2 separate regions of the Mus musculus genome follow, and region 1 is linked to region 2. Evidence: chromatin contacts called from public promoter capture Hi-C data. All regions are on one chromosome and are shown on one strand. The core of a region is the stretch at or near the end of the contact, and the rest is flanking DNA. Distances in the headings are between cores, read along the strand shown.

What was found. Promoter capture Hi-C pulls out the DNA fragments that hold promoters and counts their contacts.
Region 1: a contact with region 2 is called in a promoter capture Hi-C map of stem cell-derived epiblast-like cells, with 2.0 times the contacts expected there. The contact joins two enhancer-like sites. A contact is called at or near these places in 7 of 39 promoter capture datasets (the 3T3-L1 cell line, 3T3-L1-derived adipocytes, embryonic stem cells and 3 more) and 2 of 484 Hi-C or Micro-C datasets (both in uterus).

Annotation. Positions count from the first base shown.
Region 1 is chr3:137,708,898-137,711,864 of GRCm38.p6, forward strand. No RefSeq gene overlaps it. Among named protein-coding and RNA genes, the nearest start is that of Gm25080, 5.3 kb to the right of the region's middle. Within about 2 kb of position 1,259, at least 5 of the 459 cell types and tissues checked have an H3K27ac peak or open chromatin away from gene starts, as enhancers often do.
Region 2 is chr3:137,571,485-137,574,245 of GRCm38.p6, forward strand. No RefSeq gene overlaps it. Among named protein-coding and RNA genes, the nearest start is that of Gm4861, 20 kb to the left of the region's middle. Within about 2 kb of position 1,352, at least 3 of the 459 cell types and tissues checked have an H3K27ac peak or open chromatin away from gene starts, as enhancers often do.

The sequences.
Region 1 (2,967 bases), core at 9-2,508, 140 kb after region 2:
TCTATTATCTGCATAACTGCTGATGAACAAAACTCCCTGAGTACAAATGATTCCATTGCTGCTTTTACACAAATAATCTTGCTTTAAAAATTACTTCTCTGTTAAATATTGATCACAGTGCTAACCTTGGTCTCTCACTGCATTCTAGGATTCATTAGGCTATCTTGAAAAACTAGTGGAATTGGCTCTGTGTGTGTGTGTGTGTGTGTGTGTGTGTGTGTGTGTGTGTGTGTGTGTTTGTGTGTTTATTGTTAATAAGTTTAATATTTCCTGGCAAGAGTTCCAGCCATGGATTTTGATCAGTATGGAAATGCAATTTTCCACTGAAACAAAGAAGCACAAGCCACATTCTGACTAGGCTTCTTATTCTAGGTACAGTCTTTATTCACAATCAACAAAAGGGGATCAGAATACAAATGCACGTAATCAAATGTTGCTTTAATTTTCAGGAGAGAGAAAGCTTGTACACTTGGCTGAATGCTTCAGTCATTTCCCAATATTCACAGGAAACTTAATGAGATCCCAACGATGAATGTGAAGATAACGGTCAACATAATTATGGCTATTATGCCAATTATTTCTTTTCCACCTCCATGTGAGAGAATAAACATTATGGTGTTAGTAATTTTTAAATTGAATTCAGTCAACAAATGCTTATTTCACAACGTCAAGAAAAAGACATTGCAGGCATAAGATGTGTTTCCAGGGATAATCACTCACTGGGCTTGAGAAGAAGAAAAAACAAACAAACAAACAAACAAACCCGACAGCATTCTACATAGCTGTTGTGTTAACCCTCTCCTTTGCACTGAGTGTTCACAGTAAGGAGGTCACTGCTGGTCACATCTGAGAAAACATGGCCTTCACAGTGTGGGACCTGAGGCACTGGGAGAAATTAGCCAGATCACAATCTCCCTCCACTTCTAAAATTATTTTGAACTTCGTGCATGTGTACGGTGTATTTTTATCATATCCGCCCACAGTCACCCCTTCGTTCTTCCCACTGAACGTATTCCCAGCAATCCCTCGTCCTATGCCCCAGCCTTTTTTTTTTAATCTTTACACAAGTCATTTTTCAAGATTTTTTTTAAAACTGACGCTTTAGAACAAACCAGATTTGTCTAAAAGTGCCAGAAAGAAAGAATTGGAGACATTTAAAAGTTCTGTCATCGTTCCAAACGAAATGGCTGAGGTTGCCTGTAAGTGTTTGAGCTATCTAAACACCCACAGAAAGTTCTAGGGGGTGAAGTAACCACAGCAGTTGGCCATTCTGCCTACAAAATGCCAGGCAATTGTTTTCTCTTGCGTTTTAAATTACTATTCACTTATCTGTTTTTGCTAAATGTTGGGTCCACTTCAGACTTTCCTGAGCAAGCTTCGAACAGTAATGTTTGAAGAAAGAAATCAGAAAACTCTTCCTATGTGTGAGTGAAGACAACATTCCCTAACAGAAAGAGAATCATATTAAGAATAAAGTATGGCAGTTTGGCCCAATGACAAACCCCCAGCAATAAGACAGAAAGATTTAAACAGGGCCAAGAATCTGCCATGTTGAATATAAGACAAATGAGAGCGGGAGTTTCTGTCCCCTGTAATATACCACCAGCCTTGGTAAGGGACTGGGGGAGGGTAGGGGGCAGATAGATTGACCTAGGAACAGGAAATAGAATGGATATAGGAGGAAAAGGGTGTAGAATGGGAGGATCAAGTGGGGAGGGGGAGGGAAGGAAGGGATGGGGGAGACTATCTGAAAGAGACAGTTAAATTGAAGGGCCATTTGGAGGGTGGTACGGAAACCTGATACAGTAGAGCCTTACATATATGAAAGAAACCTAAAAGAAGCCACCAAACAATAGGGAAAGCAGAGCTCCAACTGAGGTACTGGGTTTGAGTTACATCTAATGGAGTTGTTAGCCAAAGTGGGAACCCCTAAACAACCCAAGCTGTTACCAAAACTGTAGGTTACTCTCCACCAAACTAATGGCAAGATCCTGCTTGTAAGACAACAGCTACACAGCTCCTTGAACACAGAGAATTTCCCTGGTACCTACAAAGAATGCTCCAGTGTCTTTGGTTAAAAAAGAAAAAAGAAAAAAAGACACTGTACTCTCTACGAAAGGAGAAATGTGAATATCAACCCAGCCACAGCCTCAAACCCTTTGATATTCAAGGATGTCCTGCCTCTATGTGTGTGTGTCTGTGGCTTTGTGGGTGTATGTCTGTGCCTGTGTGTGTGTGTATGTGTCTGTGCCTGTGTGTGTGTATGTGTCTCTGTGTCTGTGTGTGGGGGGGAGTGTTTGTTTATGTCTGTGTGTGTCTGTGTATGTCTCTGTGTGTGTTTTTGTGTCTGTGTATATGTGTCTCTGTGTCTGTGGGGGGGTTTGTTTGTGTCTGTGTGTATGTCTGTCTGTGTGTGTGTTTTTGTGTCTATGTGTATGTGTCTCTGTGTGTGTGTGTGTCTGTGTATATGTGTCTCTGTATCTGTGTGTGGGGGGTGTGTGTGTTTGTTTGTGTCTGTGTGTTTCTGTGTGTATGTCTGTGTGTGTGTGTGTGTGTGTGTGTGTGTGTGTGTTTGTGTCTGTGTGTATGTGTCTCTGTGTCTGTGTATGCGTGTGTCTTCCTCAACTTCTCTCCATCTTAGCCTTTGAGACCGTGTCTTACTGGACCTGGAGCTCTCTAATTCTGTCAGACTGACTGTCCAGCAAGGCCTGCAGATCCTCGTGTTTCCACCCCTGGAGCACTAGACTATAGTCACACAACTCCACACTCAGCCTTTTACAAGACATTATGGACCTGAACTCAGATCACGGTGACTGCCTACACAGCTTGTTACCAGCTGAGTCAGCTCCCAAGCCGCTAGACATAGGGGGTTTGTTGGGAGGTTTTCTTTATTTGTTCATATTTCTGTATTTTGTTTGTTTGGCTAGTTGGTTTGGTTTGGTTTGATTGATATATTAGTTAGGGTAC
Region 2 (2,761 bases), core at 102-2,601:
TGGAAATGGTGTAAGCTTTTTAAACTATAAAGCCCAGCCTTGGTAATATACTTTCTTGCAACAAGGCCACACCTTCTAATTCTTCCCAAACAATTTTATTAGGATCCAATTATCTGAACATATGATTCCATAGGGCCCATTCTCATTTTAAAAAAACCACAAAGGCTAACCTAACTAAGCTTACCAATGACCAGATTCCATGTGAATTCCCATCCAATGACCAGATTCCATGTGAACTCCTATCCAATGATCAGATTCCATGTGAACTCCTCCCATCCAATGACCAGATTCCATGTGAACTCCTCCCATCCAATGACCAGATTCCATGTGAACTCCTATCCAATGACCAGATTCTATGTTAACTCCTCCCATCCAATGACCAGATTCCATGTGAACTCCTCCCATCCAATGACCAGATTCCATGTAAACTCCTCCCATTCAATGACCGGATTCCATGTGAACTCCTATCCAATGACCAGATTCCATGTGAACTCCTCCCATCCAATGACCAGATTCCATGTGAACTCCTCCCATCCAATGACCAGATTCCATGTGAACTCCTCCCATTCAATGACTGGATTCCATGTGAACTCCTATCCAATGACCAGATTCCATGTGAACTCCTCCCATCCAATGACCAGATTCCATGTGAACTCCTCCCATTCAATGACCAGATTCCATGTGAACTCCTATCCAATGACCAGATTCCATGTGAACTCCTCCCATCCAATGACCAGATTCCATGTGAACTCCTCCCATTCAATGACCGGATTCCATGTGAACTCCTATCCAATGACCAGATTCCATGTGAACTCCTCCCATCCAATGACCAGATTCCATGTGAGCTCCCATCATCTGTGCTATTCTAAGTGAATGATATCCACCCCAAAACAGTGCATTCCAGCAATCATGCCCAGCAATATGGACTGAAAAGGCAAAGGACAAAATGTGTAAAGAAAAAAATCTACACAATAAAGAAAAGATGAATGATGGACAGAGAGATAAGCGTTCCCCCACAAAGCTCAGAATTTAAGTCAGATTATTCACTGGGGCTTAATCTGGCTCACTATTCTGGTAGTAAAAGTTAGATGTGAGCAAAATATATCTCTCAAAAGAAAGGCAGAGGGGAGAAAAACAACAGGAGAAGATGGTGTATAGCAAGTTCTGGTTATGGCAATATGAGATTTTTCATGAGAAAAGGACTTTAGATTCCTGTCTAACAGCAAGCAGAATCCCCCATTAGACATGCTTCTGGAAGCAGGAAGTCAAGATGGCCACCAAGAACCATGCACCAGTTGAGGAAGCTTTGAGCTGAAACAGGAAGAACAAAATAAGCAAGACACTTCCAGATTCCTGTCATCTCCTCAACTGCAGAGAAAGATTCACTCACAAGGTTGCTGGCTCTTTCCTCCTACACATCTGGCAAGCCATGCTGATTACAGAGCACATACGCAATAAATATCTGTTACATTTGTCATGGGCCATTTCCCACAGGCCCTAGTCTTGTTCTCCAAATCCTTCCCATGTCTCTAGCAGCCTATATCAATTGACCAGGGACATGACAAGAACGAAAACAAAATAGTCTTCCTCCTACGAAAACTGGGTTAACCAAGGATCAGGAATCCATGGGCATAGAGGAAATGGCAATAATAACTTCATTTCCCCCTGCTACCTTTCTTAAAGGGAGTAAGTAGGCCTGTCACTCATCTGGACAGGACAACAACAACAACAACACTCCTCGGGAAACATGCCTCTCATTGGGAATTAAAGAAATAGTGTAAAGTCTACCTAAAAACATTTGACACAATTATCCCTTTGGTTATTGTCCACTCTTACCTTTTGAGAGTTTTTCCTACACGATGGTCCCTCCCCTTGGTCACCCCTCACTCCCACCTACAATGCATCCTCACATTGTTCTGTCATAAGTACTGCCTTCCTTCTACTTCTACACTAGACTCTGTGTACCTCATCCGAATTTACTTAATGACAATCACAAGGTCTGGAGAGCTAAGAGAAGAACGGAATGATATTTTGATAATAATAGAGACTAAAGATGGATGGATACTGTATGGACAATTGCAAGTGAAATGGAAAAAGATCTATGTAAAGAACTGTCTTTTCCATGTGGGATTTCTTCTGTGGAATGGGAGTGGGTGTTTATGTATGTTTTAAGAGAAAGCAGGAGTTCATTATCTTTAAGAAACCTAACTTTTCATTCATTCTGGACTTAGTAAGTTTTTTGAAAGTGATTCTCTTGTGTCTGTTGACTGCTCTGTACCAAATGGAATACTACACCCGACCCCTGAAGGTCTCAGGAATTACAGGAGAGAAGATGGGAGCAATGTAAGAGCCAAAGGAAACTGACTGGAGTGGGATAGAATTCTGACTTTCAACCATGTCATGATTATTGTCCTTTTGAACCTACAGCCCCTGCACAAGATCTACACAGGATTAAACACATCAAGATCCTATCAGGAAAGGGAAAGAGATCAAGATTTACCCTCCTTCTGAAGATTTGTAGGTAGACAACAGTTTGTAGGGGAGACAGCGACAGAGCTAAGACTGAGAGGTGTAACCACTAGTAATAAGGAGTGCATGTTCTATAATCAAACTCTCAGGAGTTACTTACCAAGAATAGAATGCAAAGTAGAAAGAGGGATGGCTGGAAAGAGTAAGAGGATCAATTGGAGTGGAGATGGGCAAGAGAGGGTAGCAGGAGTCAGTTTGGTTAAAATGTATTATATACCTTTAGGGAAACATC